Linked DNA regions of Macaca mulatta: region 1 is linked to region 2. The links are chromatin contacts, called in public Hi-C maps. All regions are on one chromosome and are shown on one strand. The core of a region is the stretch at or near the end of the contact, and the rest is flanking DNA. Distances in the headings are between cores, read along the strand shown.

The links. Hi-C and Micro-C count contacts between places; a contact is called where the count stands out from the background.
Region 1: a contact with region 2 is called in a Hi-C map of fetal cortex germinal zone, with 5 times the contacts expected there. The contact joins the promoter of ARK2N here to the promoter of LOXHD1 in region 2. A contact is called at or near these places in 4 of 14 Hi-C or Micro-C datasets (cortical neurons, fetal cortex germinal zone, fetal cortical plate and 1 more).

The regions. Positions count from the first base shown.
Region 1 is chr18:46,242,103-46,246,945 of T2T-MMU8v2.0, reverse strand. ARK2N (arkadia (RNF111) N-terminal like PKA signaling regulator 2N) reads left to right here and starts at 3,565. Exons shown (of 4, transcript XM_077975538.1): 1 at 3,565-3,842.
Region 2 is chr18:45,750,112-45,754,983 of T2T-MMU8v2.0, reverse strand. LOXHD1 (lipoxygenase homology PLAT domains 1) reads right to left here and starts at 3,504. Exons shown (of 41, transcript XM_015121870.3): 1 at 3,194-3,504. The coding sequence starts at 3,323.

The DNA.
Region 1 (4,843 bases), core at 2,316-4,815, 490 kb before region 2:
ACTGTTCCATTCTGGTTCCACGTGAACCTGCTGCTCTGGAAAAATGAGTCTGTTGAGATGGAAATTTCACTTGTATTTGACCACTGAGAGTCTGTGGCCTAGAAGGTGCTGGCCTGGAGTGCTGCCATCAGAGCGGCAGCCTCGTTCTAGAGCATTCTGCCTGAGCCCAGCATGGAGCAGAGAGCTGAAATCATGAGTCATTCTACTGTCACTCCTCCAGAGCCTGCAAGGGAGTACTGGGGGGTCATCCATGTCTGACAGGCGAGGACAATGGGGCTCAGTGAGGTTACATAACTGCCTGAGGGTCACTCTGCTAGAGAGAGGCAGAACTCGGTCCAACATCAGGTCTGTCAAACCCCAGAGCCCCCGGTCCTGACAACTGTCTGATCTTCCACTACTTAGAGTCCTTAGAATGCTTCTGGATGTCCTTGTGTTGGAGGAAGCCATTTAATCCCATGGAATGACGCTGTGAGGCAGAGCGCGTCATGTTAACCCTGGAAGCAGTGACTTGTCTGAGGTTCTGTGGCTACTATTGTGCAGAAGGTCAGCATTTCCCCGGAGGCCACTGGCAATCCTAGTGGCTGCTGGCTATGGTAGGGGTGGGTGGTTATGTTGAGGGAGGCCAGGTTGCCCCCTTTTTTTTTTTTTGAGTCAGAGTCTCGCTGGAGTGCAGTGGCACAATCTCAGCTCACTGCAACCTCTGCCTCCCAGGTTCAAGCAATTCTCCTGCCTCAGCCTCCCAAGTAGCTGGGACTATAGGAGAGTGCCACTACAGGAGCGTGCCACCACACCTGGCTTTTTTTTTTTTTTTGAGACAGATCTCACTCTGTCACCCAGGCTGGAGTGCAGTGGCATAGTCTTGGCTCACTGCAACCTCCATCTCCAGGATTCAAGTGATTCTCCTGTCTCAGCCTCCAGAGTAGCTGGGACTACAGGTGTGTGCCACCACGCCTGGTTAATTTTTTGTATTTTTAGTAGAGACGGGGTTTCACCATGTTGGCCAGGCTGGTCTTGAACTCCCGACCTAAAGTGATCTGCCTGCCTTGGCCTCCCAGAGTGCTAGGATTACAGGCCTGAGCCACCACGCCTGGCCTTAGGTTGCCCAATTCTTAGTAATCTGAGATGGAAGGGAGGGGGCAGCCCAGAGCCCAAAAATGAGGGTTCCTCCCCTCGTCTCCCCTACTTTCATCATCTGTAGGGTGGTTCTCAAAATCATGTCCATTTTACAGGGCAAATGGTAGAAGTAACCTGCTCAGTCAGGATAGATCAGATTACAGTCAAAGCCAGACCAGCCACACCCTGATGCTACTGTCCAGGCCACTACGGCTGGCAGGTACCTGCTGCAGGCTTAGCCCCAGGCTAGGTGGTATATCAGGTGCAAAAAATGATGGTGAAGAGTGATTCTGACAGGCTTGGCTCTGGACTCTAGGGCTATGACAGAAATTGAGAGGATGACAAATAGGATTTAGTAGTAACCCTACAGATAGGCCAAGGGCAGACATGTTTGTAGGAGCGTGTGTGTGAGCAGGGCAGTCTTGACCCACAGCGGGAGGCCGGGATAGAGTGGGTAGTGAGGGTAGTGGTGATGGGGGTTGTGTCTGGGCTGAGCTGGTTTTGTGGGGGAGATGGCATTTCAGGAGCTTGTAGAGCTAAGTATTGGATACACAGAAGACTTTGAGGCAGAAGTAGGGTCCCTTCTGCTCCTACAGAAGAAGAGGAAGAAGCAAGTAACTGTCCCATTTAATAATGGAAATACAGTAGTAATAAACATATTAGTAATTAGGATATCAAATACCCTAGCCTCCAAAAATATGCAAAGGCCATTCGCTGCAGGAAACTGACTTATCGGTATTAAACAGGAGAAGGGGCTGGGTGTGGTGGCTTACACTTGTAATCCTAGCACTTTGGGAGGCTGAGGCGGGTGGAGAACCTGAGGTCAGGAGTTCGAGACTAGCCTGGCCAACATGGTGAAACCCTGTCTCTACTAAAAAATATTAAAAATTAGCCGGGCGTGGTGGCATGCGCCTGTAATCCCAGCTACTCGGGAGGCTGAGGCAGGAGAATCGCTTGAACTGGGGGGGCAGAGGTTGCAGTGAGCCAAGATCGCGCCACTACACTCCAGTCTGGGTGACAGAGCAAGACTCTGTCTCAAGAAAAAAACAAAACAAAACAGAACAAAAAACAAAGAAACAACAATAACAACAAAAAACAGGAGAAGGACCCAAGATGGTATCTCAGTAGTCAGGGCCCTACTTCAGTATTCCCACAGCATTGGTTAGATCAGACTGTCATGGAATCTTTTAAAAACTCAGTGTATTAGTCCACATTCACTCATTCATTTTCGGACAGTTGTGATCTTAATAGTGATTTTTTCTTTTCTTTTCTTTTTTTCCTGCAAGAGGCTGGGCTCTTGTCACTACCCCACAACCTCTCAAATCCCTTGAGGACTCAGGTAGCAGAAAGTAAATACATGAATGAACGAGTGAAATAACATATACAGATAAACTACTTAGCTAGCACACACTACGTTCTCAGTGATTCTCAATGAGGCAGTGGTGGCTGTGGTTAAGAAGTAAGCTCTGCCTGTGTTGTAATCCAACACTGCCACTTACTTGGATGTGTCATCTTGGGCAGGTCACTCTGTGCCTCAGTTTCCACCTTTGCAACTTGGGGCTAGTAATGCCATCCAACTCATAGGGTTGTTATGAGTTGTAAAGAGGATTCAATGAATTTAACCCGGCCGGGCGCGGTGGCTCAAGCCTGTAATCCCAGCACTTTGGGAGGCCGAGACGGGCGGATCACGAGGTCAGGAGATCGAGACCATCCTGGCTGACACGGTGAAACCCCGTCTCTACTAAAAAAATACAAAAAAAAAACTAGCCGGGCGAGGTGGCGGGCGCCTGTAGTCCCAGCTACTCAGGAGGCTGAGGCAGGAGAATGGCGTGAACCCGGGAGGCAGAGCTTGCAGTGAGCCGAGATCTGGCCACTGTACTCCAGCCTGGGCGGCAGAGTGAGACTCCGTCTCAAAAAAAAAAAAAAAAAAAAAAAAAAAAGAATTTAACCCATTTAAATGCAAAGTGCCTGGTATGTAATAGGCATTCAATAAAAGTTATTTTCTTTTCATAATTATTCTTGTAGTTAGGGATGAAAAACTCGCACTCCTGTAGGCAGTCAGAAAAAATGAGTGAAGTGGGGGAACTAATGGGCCTGGTCTGAAGGGGGATACTGATGTTTAGGGGAGTACGGACTCAGTAGTGTAAGATTTTCAGAATCTCCTCTTGACGGGTCTCATCCGAGGTTCCAGCACAGCTCTGTAAAGGTGAAAGCTTTATTATTATTATTTTTCTTCTCAAAACACTGCAGTGCTTTGGGTGAGCGCGGGTCCTTGGCCAGATCTTGAGTCGTGAGATGCGTCTTCAGCATCTCCTGCTTCTCCTTGGGAAGCCCTCTACCCGCCAGTTGGCCCGCGCCCTCCTCCCCTTTCTCGGGGTTCGATCCACCTCCTTTCCCCTACCCTCCTAAGGGCTGACTGCAAATCGGAGGGCGACTGCAGAGGCGGAATTCGGGGCAGAGCGGCGTCTCCCCTGCGGGCCCCGTCCCACCAGCAGGTGGCGGTCGATCTGCAAGGCCTGCAAGGTGCCCCGGCAGAAACTTGAGCAGATGTTGGTGCCGCTGCCCAAGAAGACCTCAGCCTAGTCTCCCCGAGCCCGGCTGAGTCTCCGCGAGCCCAGCTGTCCGCATCCGCGAAAAAGCGGGGAGAGAAGGGCGCGGGCCCTCCGGAGGCTGGAGCGACTCAAAGATTCAGACACCGCGAGCTGCTTTCGGAAGGGCTTCAGGAGGGGGTGAGTACTGAGCAGCGCACAGAAAAGGGAGCGCTGTCCTTTGTTGAAGGCATTGTCCTTGTCTTGCATTGAGTGGCTTTCACACACCCCGGGAAAGACATTTCTGGAAGGAGACGGTCTCAACAGAAGGAGGGAGCGCGGGAAAGAAGCCCGGGGAGCTGGCGCTTTCACGCCCCGCGGTCTGCAGCGGGAGGAGCGCGGGTTCCATCGCGCCAGATGGCGCTGTCTGGCTTTTCTCGGGCCTCGGGCGCCAGTCTCCAGAGGTCCCCGGCGCAGCAGCCTCTCTAGCCGGCCGACGCAGGCTCTGTGTTTCCGGGCGGAAGTGAGGCGCCGAGCGGAACGGCCTCTGGTGACATTTTCTTGGGGGCGGCGCGGACGACTGAAGGGACTTGGTGGTAGAGGCTGCGGAGGCGGCGAGGTTCACTTTGGTCCCGGCAGGGGCTCTGACCGCGACCCTCTGCTCGCCGCCGGCGCTTGTTCCGAGGAGGAGAAGGCGGCGGTGGCCGTCGCGTCCTGAGTCACCGCAGCGGGGAGAGTCCCAGCCGGGGGGTCGGTGCGTGCCCCGACGGGGCGCGCGCGGAGCGAGCGAGGAGGCACGGAGTCGCAGCGGAGCGCAGGTGAGGCGGGAAGGGGCGCAGGGCCGCGGCCTGGCTACTGGTCGAGTTGCGGAGCCCGGGCTGCGTCCCAGGGATAGGTCGGGGCAAGTCGGAGGGCTGCGGGCCGCGGTGAGGGCTCTGCGGCGTCCGGACGCTGGGATCCTGGCGGGCCCGGCTGGTGGGCGCCGGGAACTCGCAGCCTGGACTGGCGTCTGACGTGGGGGCATCGCACCGCTCCAACCTCCTTGCTCGTCAGCCGCTGGTGACCCTAGCGTCCTCCCGGCCCGGCGGAGTTGGCTACGGCACCCCAAGCCCCCAGACGCTGGGGCCGGGTCGAGGCAAGTCCTTTTCCGTGGGGTACTAAGGAGAAGGCTGGAGGTGCCGCAGTCCCCGGGCTGCGGGGGG
Region 2 (4,872 bases), core at 2,255-4,754:
GACCAGGATTTGAAGCCCAGTTCTACCATTACTGGCTATGTGATTTCAAGCAAATGGTTTACTAAGCTTCAATTTCCTCATCTCTGAAGTGGGAATAAATTCCTCCTTGAAGGACTGTGATAAGGATTAAGTAAAATAGCTTTCAATGCTTAAACTCATTGACCTAGAATTTACATTTCTGGGAATTTACCTTATAGACATTCTTCCACAGTTGCATGAAAAGATAGGCATTTCATAAGTGGTTACTATCATCATCATCACCATTACTATAGTGTGAATGTGTCCTCTCCAAAATTCAGGTGTTGCTATTGTGATAGTATTAAGGGGTGGTGCCTTTAAGAGGTGATTAGGCCATGAGAGCTTCCCCCTCATGAAAGGGATTAGGTGCCCTTATAAAGGGGCTTGTCCTTCTGCCTATTGCCACGTGGGAACACAGCAAGAAAGTTCTCACCAGATACTGGCACCTTGATCACAGACTTCTCAGCCTCCAGAACTTTTGAGGAAGAAAAAAAATATGTTATGTTCTTTATAAATCACCCAGTCTCAGGTATTCTGATATAGCAACAACAATGGACTAAGAGAAATCATTGCTATCATTTCCATTGACAACATCCCCAAGGAAGCTGCCTTGCAAAATTTATATCCCAACAGATGCTGGGGGACTCTGTCTAGGATGCAGGAGAGGAGATGCCTCCGGGGCTGGAAGCCTGTGCGGGATGGCCTCTGAGGCCCCTTCTGCTCTCCAGTTCTGGAATGGGTTGTTCTTCCCATCATGGGCCGTGTCTTAGGAGACAGAGCAATGTGCCTGGTTCAGCCTGCCCTCAAAGCACTGAGGGAGCTGCTCTCCTCCCTCTGGTTACTGGGGAACCCCAGGGTAGCCAGAAGGCAGCCTAAGGAAGAGAGAAGGAACACCTAGGCTTTTCTTCCCTCCTTCTTCCTCCCCATCACACTCATCAAGACTCTCCATCTAACACCAGAACCCAGAGTTCAAAGGAAGTAGGGGACCCGTTGTTCTAGCACTGAGGATGACGATGACAGCACAGCTGGAGCTCAGCATGTGACCACCATTAGCATCATCCACATTTATAGGCAGCACCCTGCAACAGACAGGACAGTCCATGGTTCCCTTAGAAATGTCAGCGTGGCACCCACCTCCACTTGCTCTTCTCCAGCTATTTTTACTGCAGTCAAAATTGGGCAGTACAAGAGCAAGGACCAGCCAGACCAGCCGGATTCAAATCCTAACTCTGCTATTTACTAGCTGTGTGATCTTGAGCAAGTTACTTAACCTCTCTGTGCTTCAGATTCCTCAACTGAAAAAAAAAAAAAAAAGGATATAACACATCTGCCTCAATGTGTCATCATGAAGATGAAATTGGTTAACATGAATAAAGTGCTTAGCTCAGTGCCTGGCTCATGGTGCATGATCCTATTTGGCAGAATCATGAGATGAAATGGGGCACTTGCCTGGAAAAAGATATTTGAGATCCTTGTGGTCCATCCTGTTTGTGACCTTGCTCAAGTCACTTAATGTCTCAGGGCTTCACTCTTTTAACTTGTGAAGTATACTAATCTGCCTGCCTTGACTGTGCTCAGGGATCTTAAGGATCAAACATGAGAACATTAGTAAAAGGGCTTCGGAAAGGATAAAAAGAAGGATCACTGTGGCCACGCTGAGGCATGCAGAGCCTATAAACAAAAGTCTATAGTGTGCTGGCTGTGAGAGGTTCTAGAATGATCTCACCAGCAGTCACGGTGGCTGGGGAAGAGTCACCTGGGAAGCCAAGCACATATGGTGGGGATGCCTCCCCGATGTTTCACCTCCCAGCCCCTCTCCTCACAAGAGGGTCAGAGCTTGAGGCATGTATGCTGTTAGAAGGTGGCCAATGCTTCCTTTGTCCTGGGCCCACTTCCGTCTACTACAGCCCCCACTTCTATCCCTGGAGATGCCCAGGATCCTGTACCTGGAAAGGGGCCACAGCCTTCCTGACCCCAGCTGAGACCACCTCCTCTGAGCCCAGGTCTGCGCAGGGGCTGAACAAAGAGGACTAAAGACAAGTACAGCAAGGCCCCGCCCTCACAGAGTTTAGGGTGTCTGTGGCTGCAAGCCAGACACACCAGCTTTGCAGGAAACAATGGAACAATTATGAATTGGGTATAATCAGGGAACTCGTGGTGGACTGGAATCAAGGAGGGCTTCATGGAAGAGATGGGATCTGAGCTGGGCTTTCAAAGTGAGGACAGGAAGAGGGAGAAAGGGGAGGACAAACAAGGCCATGGGCAGGCACAGGGCACACATTCAATAAATACTTGTTGAATGAATGAGTGAGTGAATGCATGGATGAATATGGTGCTTGCAGGGACTAGCGAGCCACTTTGGAGTCAGCACTGAGAATTTAAGTGGCTTCAGAGACCAGGCAGGCAGCACCGACGAGTAAACCAGACCTAGTATGAGATGACAGGGAGTGGTGGAGACTGTGATAAACTGGATGTCCACAGCCTATCGGCATTCACAGACAAAAAGATTTCAAAACACAGGAAAGGAAAAAAACAACTTAAACTTTGCAGGCCAAAACCAGCTCCAGGGTCACAGTTGACCTCTTCTTTGGTTTACCTGGCAAGGAGTTAGAGCAATTTCAAGCAGATCTCGTGTGGCCCAGGGAAAGATGGGACTAGAAGGACAAGGCCCTGGGGTCCAGAGCACCGGCTGCCCTCTACATATGGGACGGACATCTCCTTGCAAAGTCCCAGGCTCCCCGTCTCCATCAACCACCGTGGGCGTAGGATGAGGGGTCAGGCTTCCTCCCCAAGACATCCCTTCATGCCCCCGGAAGTTCAGGGTGCTCTGCCTGATGCAGACCACATTCTCGGGGACTAGACTGGAACGTGGCTTTGGGGACGTTCAGGAGCTGGAGAACATGGGGCCGTGGGGCACTGCGGCTCTAGTCTATTCTGTTCCACTGAGAATCGGGGGCTAAAGGCAAGTAGCTCCACCTGTATGTACAACAGGGACCCCACCACCCCGCATAATGCCTGCCTTCTTACTCCTAGGGGATGTGGGATAGACACATGGGATAATCAGTGAGAAAGGGCTTGCTCCAAAATCTTAGAATGATTCCCCCACAGCCAGGAACAGACCCCCGCCCACCGCAGCCAGCTGCACCACCCACGCCCCCAGGCTGGGACCCCGCACCTTTGGCCTTGTAGTACTCGTGTTCCAGCTCCCCCTCGTCGTCCTCTGAGGCGTAGTTCAGCAGCTCTGCTTCGTACAGGGCCAGGAAGTCGATGTCCTTCTTCCTCCGCTTTTTCTTCTGGGGCATCATTCTGTCAGCTGCCTTTTCCCAGCGCTGGCGGGCTCACTGTGCCGCCTCCTCACACCTGCGGGAACCTGAGACCTCCTCCCTGGGCTCTGGCGCCCACGGCCCTCCTGTAGCTCAGGCCTGGGTGGGCCAGAGTACCCCCTTTTCTTGGTTTCCCCGTGCCCAAGAGGCTGTTCCCTCTGCCCTCTCTGGCTCCTGAGCTGAACCTCAGTGCCTTATCTCTGAACCTCCTGTGCCTGTCCCCTCCCACCACCCTCTGGTGAGCCACCTCCTCCTCTGTACCTGTCCTGGGGTTTCTCCTTGGGCCTCATCACTTATTCATGGCGTTCAGGGCAGGCTGGCCTCCTTCCCCTCTCCCCTCCCCACAGCCCCCTCTCCTCCCCATGGAGAATCAGGTGACACGGAGCCCTTGGCGTCCACTTCCCACCTGGCCTGACAGCCAGGGGACCACCTGGGATCCCTCTAGGCCACCCCAGGGACAGGTGAGGGCTCCTCACCCAGGAGATCTCCCAAGCCTCACAGCCCACACGGGACCCTCCTGAGGAAGGCGGGGTCCCGGAATCAGCCAGGCTCCCAGGACTCAGAGGCCCCCGTTTCTCTCCATTATTCATGACGTCTGATCGCCTTACGGAGCAGGCGGGGTTCTCACTGGATCCTTCTCGTTCTCTCTCTCTGCTTCCATCTCCTCAAGACTGCGGGCTTCCGGAAGTGGCCGCTGGGCACGAGGAAAGCTAGGGCACCTCTCACAGACACTCAGACAACTCTCCCCACTGCCCCTGCCAGGTGAGCTTTATATGCACCAAAGTTTAAACATCATCTTAGCTGATGCCTTCCCAGGTGAACTCACGAACTCGATCAGCTCACCTGGACTCACAGGAGAGTCTCAGCAAGCTCCTATCCCAGGGCGCACAGCCCTGGCTGCACACCAGAATCCCCCGGAGAGGTGTTGAATACTAATGCGTGGGTCCCACCCCCAAAGATTCTGATTTGCTTGGTTTGGGACGCAGCCTGGGCTCCAGTTTGCAAAGCTCCTGGTGACTTTCATGTGCAGCTATGTTGAGGGGCCCTGCATTGCTTCCCAGGTATGTTAGGTGTGCTGACAGGAGCCCTCTACAAGCAACACGTGTGATTTTGTCCTCTAAGCCAAAGTAGTGACTCTAAAGGGGAATTTCAGGTGGAGAGGAGGAGAGGACTTGGAGGGGACGCCTGAGCAGCAGTCTGCACTCACATGCCTACCCGGCGGGCTGGGGCAGTTTTGGTCCTGCCCTGCTGTTTGGAGCCATTCAAATCTTCCACTGGGGGAGGCATCTCTAACCCCGAACGTTCCCACCCAGGAAAGATCAATCTCCCCTCCTTCCCTATTCAGCTGAGGGGCCGCCCTTGAGGCAACTCAAAGTCCGCTGAGGACCAGGAGTGAAGTTTAATGGTGGGTGACGCGCGCCCCCGTCTGGCAATACGTGGTTTGACCGCTGCTGTTTACACACCTGGATTCTTTAGGAAGAGTCCTTCCTTTAAGGATCACTAGGAATCTACTGAGAAAACTCATTTTACA